Linked DNA regions of Sus scrofa: all the other regions are linked to region 4. A link is a contact called in public Hi-C and HiChIP or PLAC-seq data. All regions are on one chromosome and are shown on one strand. Each heading gives the region's core, a stretch centred on a gene start, on an enhancer-like site or on the middle of the called end of the contact. The rest is flanking DNA. Distances are from core to core; before and after follow the strand shown. Region 1 holds the start of DIRC1 (disrupted in renal carcinoma protein 1). Region 2 has its middle 40 kb from the start of DIRC1. Region 3 holds the start of GULP1 (PTB domain-containing engulfment adapter protein 1). Region 4 overlaps GULP1 (PTB domain-containing engulfment adapter protein 1).

The links. Hi-C and Micro-C count contacts between places; a contact is called where the count stands out from the background. HiChIP or PLAC-seq counts read pairs in DNA pulled down with a chosen protein or histone mark.
Region 1: a contact with region 4 is called in an H3K27ac HiChIP or PLAC-seq map of skeletal muscle, with 11 times the contacts expected there. The contact joins the promoter of DIRC1 here to the enhancer-like site in region 4. A contact is called at or near these places in 6 of 47 Hi-C or Micro-C datasets (embryonic fibroblasts, fibroblasts, heart right ventricle and 2 more) and 1 of 2 datasets of contacts at active chromatin or transcription factors (skeletal muscle).
Region 2: a Hi-C map of subcutaneous adipose tissue shows a contact between it and region 4, with 2.9 times the contacts expected there. The contact joins two enhancer-like sites. A contact is called at or near these places in 2 of 47 Hi-C or Micro-C datasets (embryonic fibroblasts and subcutaneous adipose tissue).
Region 3: a Hi-C map of fetal skeletal muscle shows a contact between it and region 4, with 1.6 times the contacts expected there. The contact joins the promoter of GULP1 here to the enhancer-like site in region 4. A contact is called at or near these places in 1 of 5 promoter capture datasets (liver), 9 of 47 Hi-C or Micro-C datasets (alveolar macrophages, embryonic fibroblasts, fetal skeletal muscle and 5 more) and 1 of 2 datasets of contacts at active chromatin or transcription factors (skeletal muscle).

What each region holds. Positions count from the first base shown.
Region 1 is chr15:93,412,529-93,415,938 of Sscrofa11.1, forward strand. DIRC1 (disrupted in renal carcinoma protein 1) reads right to left here and starts at 1,419. Exons shown (of 5, transcript XM_005674557.2): 1 at 1,393-1,419; 2 at 1,167-1,217. The coding sequence starts at 1,419.
Region 2 is chr15:93,452,455-93,455,860 of Sscrofa11.1, forward strand. No RefSeq gene overlaps it. Among named protein-coding and RNA genes, the nearest start is that of DIRC1, 40 kb to the left of the region's middle. Within about 2 kb of position 1,372, at least 13 of the 83 cell types and tissues checked have an H3K27ac peak or open chromatin away from gene starts, as enhancers often do. A contact at or near this core is called in subcutaneous adipose tissue, where this site is marked.
Region 3 is chr15:92,986,501-92,989,646 of Sscrofa11.1, forward strand. GULP1 (PTB domain-containing engulfment adapter protein 1) reads left to right here and starts at 1,594. Exons shown (of 12, transcript XM_021075382.1): 1 at 1,594-2,287.
Region 4 is chr15:93,201,863-93,205,027 of Sscrofa11.1, forward strand. The region is part of intron 5 of GULP1 (PTB domain-containing engulfment adapter protein 1); the gene reads left to right. Among named protein-coding and RNA genes, the nearest start is that of DIRC1, 210 kb to the right of the region's middle. Within about 2 kb of position 1,504, at least 18 of the 83 cell types and tissues checked have an H3K27ac peak or open chromatin away from gene starts, as enhancers often do. A contact at or near this core is called in fetal skeletal muscle, skeletal muscle and subcutaneous adipose tissue, where this site is marked.

The DNA of each region.
Region 1 (3,410 bases), core at 169-2,668, 210 kb after region 4:
TATGGGACTGAAGAGTTTTGAGCATTTGTATCTTTTGAATGAGGATTGCAAATATCTACATATCTACAGGCTCATTAATCCTTTATTAATGCCAACAGTTGAAAATAAGTCTTTGGCAATGTTCTATCTGCTTCAATCTCTCTGTGCCAACCCCACCTTTCAGCATTTTTAAGCCAAAGTTATCTCTGGGCCAAAAGGCAATAAATATCTTCTATTCCCTGGTCAAAAAATCTGCAATCACTAGTAGCTACTCTAGGCTGTAGAATTCTCTCTTCCATCCCTCTGTTTCTTTCCACCACTGTTCCAGTTTTCCTTCTTGTACCTTTCCATTTCTCCCATGAAAGCTGTTCCCTCTCTCTTTGTTTCTTAATTCTTCTTAAATTGGGGGGAGGGAAGCATTTGGGTTAAGGAGGGCAAGAAAGGCTGCAATATTCACTGTCCTTTTGTTCCCTAAGATAGACAGTCTTTCCATACTTCACAACATTTTCTTTTCTCTAGTAGGTTTGCTGTTTTCATGACAGCTTTGTAAAATTGCATTCCTAAGTTAGTGCATCACTGTTTTTTGTTGTATGCTCTTGAAATTCTCCAGAACCCTTAACCAAGCAGGCTCAGTAAATGGAGTTAGTATTTGGGCCCTCCAAAGAGTCAGAGACAAAAAAAAATAGTTACTTGGTCAAGAATTTTTATACAGTACTTAACCATCTGAGCTCACAAGATAAATGGCAGACATTTATTCATAACACAGTCAGTGAAACTGGGCTTGTAGAAGGCTTTTTGGTCCTTGTTATTTGCAGGAATACTGAGTTCTCAAAGGATAACTCTATATTTAATTATGCTTATCGACACACAAAGTATGCAGCACATAAATATTTAATTACATAACTACATAGTTCTCACAGTGAATATATGTCCCTGTTCTTTACACAGAAGTAGCCTTGATTCCAGGCAGCATTGTCCACATTATGAAAGGCAGAATTAGAACTTTTTTTAAGTAGTTAATAAGTAATTAAAGTAGAGTGGATTAAACTAACATAGTTTGGAGAACATTGCAGAGATAACTCGACTTCCTAAACTTTTAGAATGTAGGATTTATGCCTTTGTTACTTTTCTGAAAGATATGGACTGAGTTTTTTTTTTTTTTTTCCTGAGAAGCTACGTGGCATTACTTCATCCTCAGATTCACTTTTGCCCTTGGACTCCTTCTCACCCTTCTCCTCCTTAGGGAGAAAGAGAGAGGGGGAAAAAAGTACTGTTTTAGCCAACTGGCTTTATTAAAGCTTTCTCATCTACAAGGCATGAGAATATGTTTATGAATCTCTTCTGATTGGCAATAAGATGTACAATTGTTCTCTAATTAGAAACTTCTGAGTCCTATCGTATTGTTTAACCTACCTCAATCCCAGTGCAAGTTGGTGACATGGGTCAACTAATAATTTTATTTAATTATTATTAGACAATGTAGGACTAACTAAAAACTACCACCAGCATTTTGCTGAGTTATTTTCTTTGCTGGTGATGAGAGCAGGGAAAGATGGAGCTCTGGAGGGAGGGTACTGGAAATCACAGTGAACTTGGTTATGAGATTGAATGCTAGCCTTGATTCTGACAAAATGTATCTGTATGGAGCTGACCAAACCCCGCAAGATTACTGGAATTTGGTTTTCCTGTCTGTAAAAATACAATTTATAAGATTCTCTCTAGATCCTGTAATTCTAATTAACTCAGAGAAAGAGACTGAAGGACGGGAAGAAATACACACATCTGTTACCAAATGGCTGGGTGGATTTGAGAAACCCATATTTAGTTAATACTTTATCAGTGTTGTTTTGCTTTTGCAACATTTTAATAAAAATGTTTGCTAACATTGTCAAGGAATTTCCTAGCTAAAATACAATCAAGAGATATCTTTGAAGACCATTTCTCTCCCTGTTCCAATTCCAACTCTGGGATCTACCACAACTAACCAAAAATATCAATGTCATTGACAGATAGTAAAAGATACAGTTAATCATACCTCATTGAAAATCAAACAGTTGCCTCCTTTCCCTGATGTTTGGCTATAAACAAAATCCAAAAGCAGTATCTTTTATTTGTGTGTGTTAATTCCTGTTCGTGTGTTGAGAACATCAGTCAGTGACTCATATTACTGACACACAGCCAGCACAGCTGGATAGGCACAGAATGTATTTCATAACAACAGGACAAAGAAAGAAAGACAAGGAGAAAAGTTTATTTAAAAAATTTGTATAGCTTGCTGTTATAAATGCACCATGCAAACTTTTCTAAGAAAATAGCTTAAGGGAAATGCAAGTTATTTGGACCTAATTAAAAATTACTTTATTAACTCCTTGAAGGTAGCTATTCCCTCTAGAAACCTCACTTTCCCCGACTGAAAAGAAGCAACAATTTATGAATATTACCAGAGTGTCCCTCTGGTGACAAGTTAGAGATATAAATAAAATCAAAATACTTCAGAATAATTTTGGAACTCTTTTGAAATAAATAGGAATAGGAAGTGGATTAAATGTAAGAGGAAAAAAAGGTATCATTTAACTCCTTAGAGAACTGATAAATTAACTTAGAAATATTTGCACTCTAGCTTTGAAAGGGTGAGTCAATTGATGCAGAACAATGCCAAAGATGACACGTTTTAACGGAATAGTCCATGGATAACATTTCCCAGTGCAGTAAATGTAAATGACATTGTCACTCATTGTGTCTTCTATCTACAATATATAGAAAGTCAAATTAAGTTGTTGACTGGATAGTTAAATTAAACATAAAGTTTTTAAGATATGAGATAGGTTACAATATGTCTATTGTCACTGGTTTTTTTTTTTTTTTAAGTTCTCATAATTGTAAGAGGAAAGATCACTTCTTCAGAACGTGCTGATAGAGAAGGCTTCCTTGAGCCAAATAACTTATGATTGAGAAACGAGTGCCTTGGCAAATCCCCTATTTAGACAGAGCTCACATATGCTTCTCATTCTGATGGTGAGAAACCATGCTAGAATAATCAGTCCAGCCATGTTCACCTTCATTCTGAGAAATACAATAAACAGCAATGCATTTGTAGAGAGGTATAAGATGTATTACCTTAACAATTGATGTAAAATTTTTCCTAAACGTGTATTGTGTTTGTTGGAGGAAAATATCTTGGAAGTCATTTAGAAGTGGAAAGTGAGATTTTGAAGGCAAGAGAAAAATCTGCCATAAGAAAAGACAAATGCTTTGAATTAGAAATAAACAGGAAACTGGGGGTGAAAGGAAGAATAAAACAAGAATCATAGGCAAAAGAAGACCTTGGCTACATGATCACAACCTGGAGACCAATATTTGGAATGAGGGAGAGAATTTTAGATACATCAATTATCTAAAAGTCTATTTTTCTTCAATTTTTTATCATTGGA
Region 2 (3,406 bases), core at 122-2,621, 250 kb after region 4:
GCATTACCCTTCACCATTTCTTTGGGCAAATTCAGTCTTTGTAAGTCTCAGTTTCCTCATTTGTAAAATGTGGATAATAACTCTTGTTCCACTTACCTCACTAGTTGTTGTGAACGACTGAGGTAAAGGCGAAAGGTCTGTGAAAACCTATTACATAAGTGTAAAGCGTTACAATTACGACTACTACTTTTATAGATTTATTGGGACTAAATTTCTAACCTGGTGTCCTTGCACCTGACTCAGTCACTTTACTTACATTGAATTTATTTTTTGATAGACCTAGAATCTTCAAGACTCTGTCCAATGTTGTAACTTGTGAGGGAATATTTATTTCAAGCTTTAGAAACTACGCTTATTTGGGTGAAAATGGTTTGCAAAGACTACCACATCTCCTGTTTTAAATAGTTGTAGAATTAAAGCTGAGGGGGAAAAATGCAGGGGGAAGCATCTCTTATGAAATCTGAATCACACTGGCCATCTCCGTGTATCTAAGTGTATTAGACTGAAACAGAGGAGCTATCTCTTGTAAATGTACTACCAGGGGGCACCCGAGGCCATTTGCTGAAAGATACTGGCTCTGGCTCAGTTACTTCTAAGTAACTTCCAGATATTTTCCCCCATGACTTTACCACTTGGCTCCCCTTGCTAGTCAGCACCAGCCTCCAGGCTCTCCCTTTTCCAGACTGAGCAGTGCTCCCCACCCTGCTTTACTTCCTCTAAATGCCAAAGCTTTGAGGTTTCCAAAAAGCAAACACAGCCTGATCCATCGTCCGGTGGCTGCATTTGAGTGTCTCAAACCATTTATTCCTTTTATTGGCCTTGGAGACACAGGATAAAGAAAACTTAGGGGAAGGATCCTGGAGTTTTAAAAAGGGCTGACTCATGTGCCCTAGGTCACAATGACCTTTTGGAGTCCTCAGAACTTTCTCGACATACCCTCAGATCTCTCTAACCAGTTGCTAGCAGCATTATCACAGAAGTAGCAGTCTGTAATTCCCCCTAGACTGGTGGAGCCCCAACCACAGTTGGGAGATACAGCCTGAATGATGACAGAAGCACCCTGACTCCAGCGTGGCTTTGTGTGTGGCAGGAAAATTATTTGGTCCAGTTGCTCTACTTAAGGATTTCCTCAACTGGTCAAGGGGATTTAAATTGTGGAATGGAAAACACTGGCCTCTTTTCTCAGTTATGTATATGCATCTGTTATTATGCTATATATTTCATATACTTCTAAATTATATTTTCAATGCTCACATTAGATGATTCCTAATTTTCAGGTGCTGAAAATTGCTTGTGGAATACTGGAAATAAGAAGAAAGGAGGGGCGCGGGAACAGTTGCCTAGAACATCACTTGTAACGTGTTGACAGTATTTTCCCTCTCCCCTTCAGGAGGGTGTGAAAATCAACTCAGCCAATAGAGAAATAGTTTAATAATACTGCAGCCAGGGATCTCTGAGAAGTGCTTCCAATTCTCCACATTGATCTTAGCAGTGACATTTCTATATTGACATCAGTTTTCACTAGTTCCCACCAGTAAAACACCACCAGTAAAACACAAATTCCATCAGGTTGCTCCTATTGAGCAGAGCATAGTCTGGTTTGACTACTGAATATTTTATAAAGTGATCCATATTTTTATTTTATAATCCCTCAAAATATTTTATATTTATCTTCTTGTTTCAATTTCAACATTTCCTGCTTATTTCACATGTATTTCCTCTGTGTAGGTCTGTGCCACTATATATGGTAAGGATTTCCAAAATGCACTTTTTTCTAAATATTTTTCCTTGAAGATTTTTTTTATTTATGTGCAATAATCTGAAAAAGTAACCTCTCCTACTTCCAAAGGCAGTGCTCAAGCAAAACACTTTCACTTTCCACTCTGGCCCCTTCCTTTTCTGGCTTCATCCATTTTTCAGACCTTAAAATAAATGTCCTTCTTTAGAGAAACATCCCATAAATTCTAAGAATAGTTTAGGTCTTTCAGTAATAGATCCACATAGGTCCCAGTACTTCAGGTTCATGTCAAATTACATTGTTTCTAGTAAATACCAATTTGTATAATTGTTTGTGTGATTTTAATGGCTTTATTTCTGGACTTGAGGCTGCGTGAGGGCAGATAATCATGCTTTTCTTGAACACCGCTAAGTTTCCTTTTTCTACCAGCGTACCTGGAACTCAGTAGTAGCACAGAAACATTTTTGCATGAGTGAAGAATGAATAAACCAACCACTCTCTGGCATACAATTCCCTGTGAACCTAAAACATGTAATCCTGATGAAACCTGGTGAACATTTATGCCACTAGTTGATCAGGGGTAGAAGCAAAAGAGTCAGGAAAAATTGCTTCTCTGAATCTTGCATTAGTTGACTAAGTTTTCATGATGCATTAATTCTCCAATCTTCTCAAGCTAATTTTAGACTCCAAAGCCATGTAGAGATGATCTGTTTTGTACTTCTGACATCTTTTGATGGACCACCTGACAGCTCTAAGTCAAATACATTTAGAGTCTAGCCCTAAGACATGGGTGTATTCTCAGTTCTCAGTCAGTTCAACCACTGCATAGGCTGATTCAATGGTTCTTATCTGCAGAAGGCAAAAGCAGAGGTGTAGAATTATTGCTCTCATTGCTCTTAGAATCTGTCAATGGTGGTTGAAAAGATAAGGATGAGACATTTCTTTATTTCTTCTTTTCACTATGTCTGTTAAAGAGATTACCAACAACCCACCCTTTTTTAGGTCCCTCTGTGCATATTAATAATTTGTCATTCTTTCTGATTACTCAGTTATACTGATACAGTCATCAACTGAGTCTACTTGCTTGCCAAACATTAAGAAATGACCACTAAAAAAAAAAGACAAGGTCAGGAATGGTAAAGACAGCAAATCCTTTGAGCCATTTTATTAGACTCAAAAGAGTCATTTTGGTGACAATATTCCTTTGCTTTAGTGGAAATAGACTAAAACCAAATTCTCTCTTGACTTCTCAGTTAAGAAGCTACTACTTATTATGTACACACAAAATAGATTTCTTATGCACTCTCTTCTATAAAGACATGGTTCAAAAGTCTTAAAGTCCCCAATGACTGTCATGCACTCTTTCAATTCTAGGTAAACTTAAAACTTTGGCCTTAAATTTCTTTTTCTAAACAAATTAAACAACACAAAATCAATTTGTTTATTCCAAGGGTCATTGTTATTTGTTCTGAATATATATTTTGGAAGATATGCTTTGAGCACAGTACATACACTCAACAATTTTCACCAACAGATAATTGTAATCTTCGTAGTCTTTATACTTAATTTGATTGTAAAATGTGGGGCTTAGACATCAATTTGAAATGTTTGGTAATCTTTTGTTTCTCTTCACTGTAGGGCTTGTGATATCAAAACCAACATGTGGCA
Region 3 (3,146 bases), core at 344-2,843, 220 kb before region 4:
ACTATTATTTATATAATAGTCTAAATTTATTTTATATTTATACTATATAAATTATAATTTTTTCTCTTTTTGGCAACTTCCAAAATTTCAAATATTGTGTTAAAAGAACACAGAGATGTTTATAATTATATAATGGAAGCATGGGTTTGATCAGCTGGTCAACTTCCTTATTCATATTGGGCTATCTCTTGATTTATTTTTATAATCATTTTGATATTAAGTAAGCATCATTTTTTAGTGATTGAATATTGTTATTTACAGAAAAAGCAACCAACATTGTCCTATGATTCATGTTTTCAGTGGAGTCATTTTACTGTGTGCTTGGCTGTTGTAATAAAGTAGGAAGCATACTGAAAAGATAATAATGCCCACATATGAAGAGGCCTAATTTCTGGCCCTATTTGGCGTGTCCCAACAATGAGATTTGGGGAAAGTCAATTAAGATTATTGGACTTCAGTTGCCTTGTATTTAAATTAAGAGAGTTTGGCTAGAATTAGCTAATCCCTAAATTTAGTTTAGTTTTGTCTTTGTAGGGCCATACCTGCAACTGTTCCCAAGTTAGGGGTCGAATGGCAGCTGCAGCTGCTGGCCTACCCCACAGCAACATGGGATCCGAGCTGTATCTGTGACCCATACCACAGCTCACAGCAAAGTCGGATCCTTAACCCACTGAGCGAGGCCAGGGATCGAACCTGCTTTCTCATGGATACTAGTCAGATTTGTTTCTGCTGAGCCACTACAGGAACTCCTAAACTTAGTTTTCATTTCAAAAATTGTGATTTTACATTTTTAAAGCATTTGGGAGAAGAAAACTGATTCAATTAAAGTCTTTGGGGGAAATTTCTAGTACTATCTTCTAGTTACAAATATAGTGTGACATAAGAACCAAATATTTATTGACTACTTTCTCCATGCCTGATGCTATTCTAACTCCTGTAAATGTGATCTTGACTCTATGAGTTCTCTTACACAGTTTCTTTGGCAGCTGTAATTGTGACCAGTGACCTAGGGTAGAGAATAAGTGTGTAGTCTTGAAAGGAATATGACCAGTCTGATTCTAAGCCCCAGATTCCACTGTAACACAATATATTTAAGTCTTGCAAAATGCTTCCCCCCCTCTCCATCTATTTTCACATTCAAATTAAAAATTTAGTAAACTAAATTCTGAGCAATGTCTAGAAAAACTTTAGTAAAGTTCCACTTGTTCTCAAAGAATCACTTAAACGAGGATACTACTCCTTGTCCTTCTTCCCACATAGAAGTTAATCGTGTCAGTGAGAACATTTGCTGTGTTTTCCCTTGAACCTGTAGAAGTCCTGAGTTCTGAGGTTAATATCTGAAAGGAGCAAAGGAGCATTATCTGGTGGTGTTGGCAGTTTTCTTTCTTTCCCTTCCTTTCTTTTTTATTTTTAAGGCATAACAAAGTGCAGAGATTCGATCTGAATTTTTTAAAAATGAGGAAAAATAGAGAAAAAGTGTAGAGGTGCAGTCAGAGCCACAGCAAACACTGTATCCACGCTTTCTTGATAAAGGCTGTAAAGAAGGCGTGTTCTACTCAAATTCGTGTGTCTGCTTCTTTTGACACTCTTTCCGCCGTTGTTAAGCAGCACAAGTGTTTTAAGATTGTGTTCGGAAACACATAGAGATAAGGGAAGGCAAATAATCCCCATTCAGTGCTTCAGGCAGGAGGTTCGAAAGGAAACGCGGCGGGGGACGAGGGCTGGGGGTGGGAGAGGAGCTGCATTTTTGCTTCTGTGCCGGCTAAGAAGCCAGCAAGGTAAGGCTTCCCTTCTCCAGTCGGGTTTCTCTCGCATTCCATTCTCCCCCATGGGTCCTGCGTGCAGACGACACATAGCTCAGTGGGCGCACAGGAGGCGAGCATTAGAGATTAAAGAAAGTCAGCGAGATTGAACACGGGCGTCCCGTTTGGAAGTGTCCAAGGAGACCAGCCGAGACTGGGAGCGTTTCCTTCTGGCCGAGAGGGGGAGCCCCGCGTTCCCAGCCTGGAGCGACCCGGAGTCCCGAGCCTCGAGCCCCAGCCGCCAGCCAGCGCGTTTTGGCTCCAGCCGCTAAGGAAGAGGAGGGAGGGGGCAGAGAATGCGTAGAGGGAGGGGACCGGAGCCGGAGGGTCCCGAGTCCAGCACGGTGTTGACGTAGAGAAACTTTCCCTCTCGGCCGCGGAAACGGCGCCCCGGCTGTGCTGGAGCGGAGATCGCCAGGTTCCGAGGACGCCGCGGCTCTCCACGCCCCTGCCCGGAGCCTGACCCGACTGCATCAGTCAGTAAGGTACGGAGAGACGCCGTTTATCCTGGGGCTTCGCTGGCTGCAAACCCCAGCGTCCCGCCAGGTAGCGTTCAGTCCCTTTTAAGTCGACATCCTGAGAAACGGCGGGCCGGTGGTCAGCCCCGGCCGGGTGCAGGGGAAGGAGGGCGCGGGGCTGTGAGCCGCCGCTGCTGCCGCTGGGCAGGTTGCAAAGATTGGGACAGTGAAAGGCTTTGGGAGACGTCCGGCAAGGAAGGAGAATAAGACCTGTTGACGACCGCTGTGGCAGTGCTTCAGGGATGACGAGGAGTCAGTCTCACGAGGTCGGGGACGCAGTGTTCTCCCGACTCCTGGAGCCCTTTGTGGTAACTTTGGTCCGGGTGACCGGGGCCGGCGGGCGGGAGCTGGAGGGAGCCGAGGGTCGACTGTGGTCAGTACGGCTGCGGGGGTAGGGACCAGACGCGACTGAGCAAGCAAGTCTTCGCCGGGTCACAGCGGGGCGACCCAGGAGCTAAACTTCTTTAGCTTAACCTCCCTTTTGTTGGCCGCGGGAGGGAGTGTGAGCAGGGGGGGCGGGGAGGCGCGAAGCTCCGAGGCCCGGCCGCGGATTCTTTAAAGCCCAGGCTGGGAGGGCCCAAACTCAGGGGCCGCGCCCACAGGGTTACCCTTTGGCTGGGTGGGTCAAGTATTTCTTTCTGGTGGGCGCTACTTAGAGGGGCGCGTGGCGCTGCGCGGTATTGAGACCCTGGGTTCTCGCTGGGGTCCACCACCCTGTGGGCTGAATCACTGCACGGATCAGAACCCAAAGAGATCGGTTCTTCCCTGAGGCTCCTGGGGCCGCCTCTCAGACTTCCCTGTGTGCGGGAGGGAACTCTGGGCAGGC
Region 4 (3,165 bases), core at 254-2,753:
ATTCTCTGAACAACATATTTTTCCATTTCTCAGTCATGTTCAACAATTTCTACCACTTATGCATGTTTAGTCTACCATTTAAGAAAATACCAAATTTTTCAAAAAGTGGTAATTTAAAAGCCCTTTTAACTTGTGCATATGTAATACCATTGTTATTGTAATGAATTTTGTTTTTAATAGTGAGTTATTTTTATTCATACAACAGGATTAGAATTAATTCATTAATTTTATTGCCTAATAAGTATATTCCATTAATAATTAGTTAGATTTCACTTTTTTAAAGTCTTTCGAGAAAGGAATAGAAATTGTGTGATCATGATAATTAAAATTCAATTGCATTCCCTTTAGTATTCTTTAAACTATTCCACTTACCAGTAGCATATTATTACAAAGAACTTTATGTATTTCAAGTAATAGTTCATCCTTCCACATCATTTGCGGTGATAAAGGCTTGTTTTTATTTGTTTGTTGTATCCAGGTAACCTCCAAAATTCTTAGGCTTTACCCCCTTTTACTATTTTTTTTGGACTATTGTATTCAAGCTTTTTGGTCATCTAAATCACTCTATCTAGATGACCAAAAGATAAATTCAGTGGAGCAAAAATAGAAAATAAAACTGCAAAAAGGCTGTTTAGCATTAACATTCCAGTAATAAATAGGGAGAAAAAAAGAATACAATGTAAGAATGAAAGTGTCTTCAAAATGTAAATTAGAAGTGTTCTGGAACACAGTTGAGAGGTCTCCAAGTAGGAAAAGAAATGTAGATCATGCAAACTATAGAATATGGTCATCTTAAATTTTAAAAATAAGGGCAGGAATGAGAATATTAAACCGTTTAAAATATAGATTGAACAGATGTAACCTTAAGCTTAAATGTTTTGCAATATCTATGCAACAATCAAGGCCAGTAACCAGTGAAAACCTTGATAAACATGACAATAGAACTGAAATTTTTTTTGTCTAACTCAGAAAATGTGCTGTGCAAAAGAAAAGTGTTATTTAGTAGGTAGCAGAACTAGGTTCTAGGCCTGATTGCTATAGATTCATGTTATGATCCAAGTAAATAACTTCTTTGAGACTTACTTTCTCACCTTTGAAATGGGAGGATTGGATTGGGTGACCTCTGAATCTTCTTTGAGCACAATTACTTTATCTTGATGTGAAGCAGAGGAAAAGGTTTCACAAGCTGTAGGCCAGGTATTTTATGTTCCTTTCTTTTTCTTTGTCCCATTCTCTTGCTTCCCTTCCTCCCTCCCATGTTTTTTCTACTTCTAGCCCCTACTTCCTCCCTTTGTTCATTTTTTCCATTATTTCTTCCCTTTTTTTTTTTTTTTTTTTTTTTTTTCCGGGCAGAAAAGAAATAACTCAACAGATAAGTTTAATATTAGTGGTTGTTTTGTGATGTACTTTTTGGAAAGTAAAAGAGGTCACAGGAACGGTGGTGTCCAGATGTGGAAAAGGAGCTATTGCTCATTGTCTGTTTCTGGAAAAGAGCAGCACCCAGGAAGCCAGCTTAGACTGCTTCTGCAGCCAACCATGGGAATGGCTTTGTTCAGATGCGTTCCCATAGATGGAAAGCAGCTGACTTACTTTGTCAGACTCCATATGTGAAAACCCGCAAATTGTTTTGATTATACCAATACAGGAAGAAGATTATGAAGGGAAAAGAAACAAATTAATCCACTTTCTTTGGGAGGGAGCTGGGATAATTTTTAAAGATCTTTACTGAAGCAAAACATAGTTTCTTAAAGACAAAAGAAAAAGAAAATTCCTCTGGCATGAATTAGTCAAATTTATGTGCAAAATGTAAGACTGCTGAAGACCAAGAAAAAAAGCTGTCTGTATTTATAGAACAGGACAGACAGCAAGCTGAAAAATTATACCATCCAAAATGAAATAAAAGAAATAGAACCACCCCCTGACCCCCCCATTCCCCCTCTGTCTTGGCTAACAAGGCAGACACTTCAAGGCATTCTTATATGCATTAAGTACATTATTCTCCATGCAGTGCAAAGCCATGAAGAGAGAAAGAGGCCTTCAGCCACTCTCTGCTCTGGGACTGAACTATACCATGTGTATTCACATCTGGCCTGAATTAGAAAGAAATGCACAATGCAATAAATATGACACACAAAAGAAGACTGAAACCCCACCCTGCCTTACGTATAGTCTATTTTGAATCAAGTTAGGGTGAGCCATATGCTGAAAAATTTTATACTAGAAACTAACTTTTGAAGCCCTCACAAGGGGAGAATGAATAAAATTATTTTCCAATGGTTCTTTTCTGTTTCTTGAAAAAAAAAAGGTAGGCAGGGGAGGACGGAAAGAAGGAAAGTGGGGAGAGAGTAGCATTGCCAAATAAAACTAAGACACTTGGTAAACTTTGAATTTCAGATAAACAATGAATGATTTTTTTGGTACAACTGTGTCCCAAGTATTGCATGGGACATACTTATACTAAATAGCATATATATGTTATATATAAGTGTGTGTGTGTGTGTGTGTGTGGAGTGTATATGTGTATTCTAAAATAAAGATTTTTGAAAATAGTCATTGTTTAATATTCATATTTAACTGAGCTTCTGTAATTTTTCTACCACTAAATCTGACAGTGCTGAGAGAGAGAGGAAGAAACTCCATCCACTAAGTGCATGAGTATTCTGATTTTCTTTTTGATTTTTTTTTTGGTTTGTTTTGCTTTTTAGGACCGAACTCGCAGCATATGGAAATTCCCAGGCTAGGGGTCAAATCAGAGCTGCAGCTGCCAGGCTATGCCACAGGCACAGTAACGCCAGATCCAAGCTGCATTTGCAACCTGCACCACAGCTCACAGCAATGCCGAATTCTTAACCCGCTGAGCGAGGCCAGAGATCGAAACGCTACCTCAAGGATACTAGTCAGATTTGTTACCACTGAGCCACAATGGAAACTCTCCTTTTTGATTTTATAACAGAATCTAACATGCATTTATATATACCTACTAACTCAATAAGAAGAAACAATAAATACTACTATGAAAGCACTGAAAAAAGTTTGTCTTTGAGAAACCTACTATATTTCTACTTCTAGGCTGAGTCTTGTTCTGAGTCTTTTAGCTGGGAAAACTACTTCAGTTCCTAGCTTCAGTTTGAAGGTAGTAGTCTGTCTCTTTTCACTCATTGATTT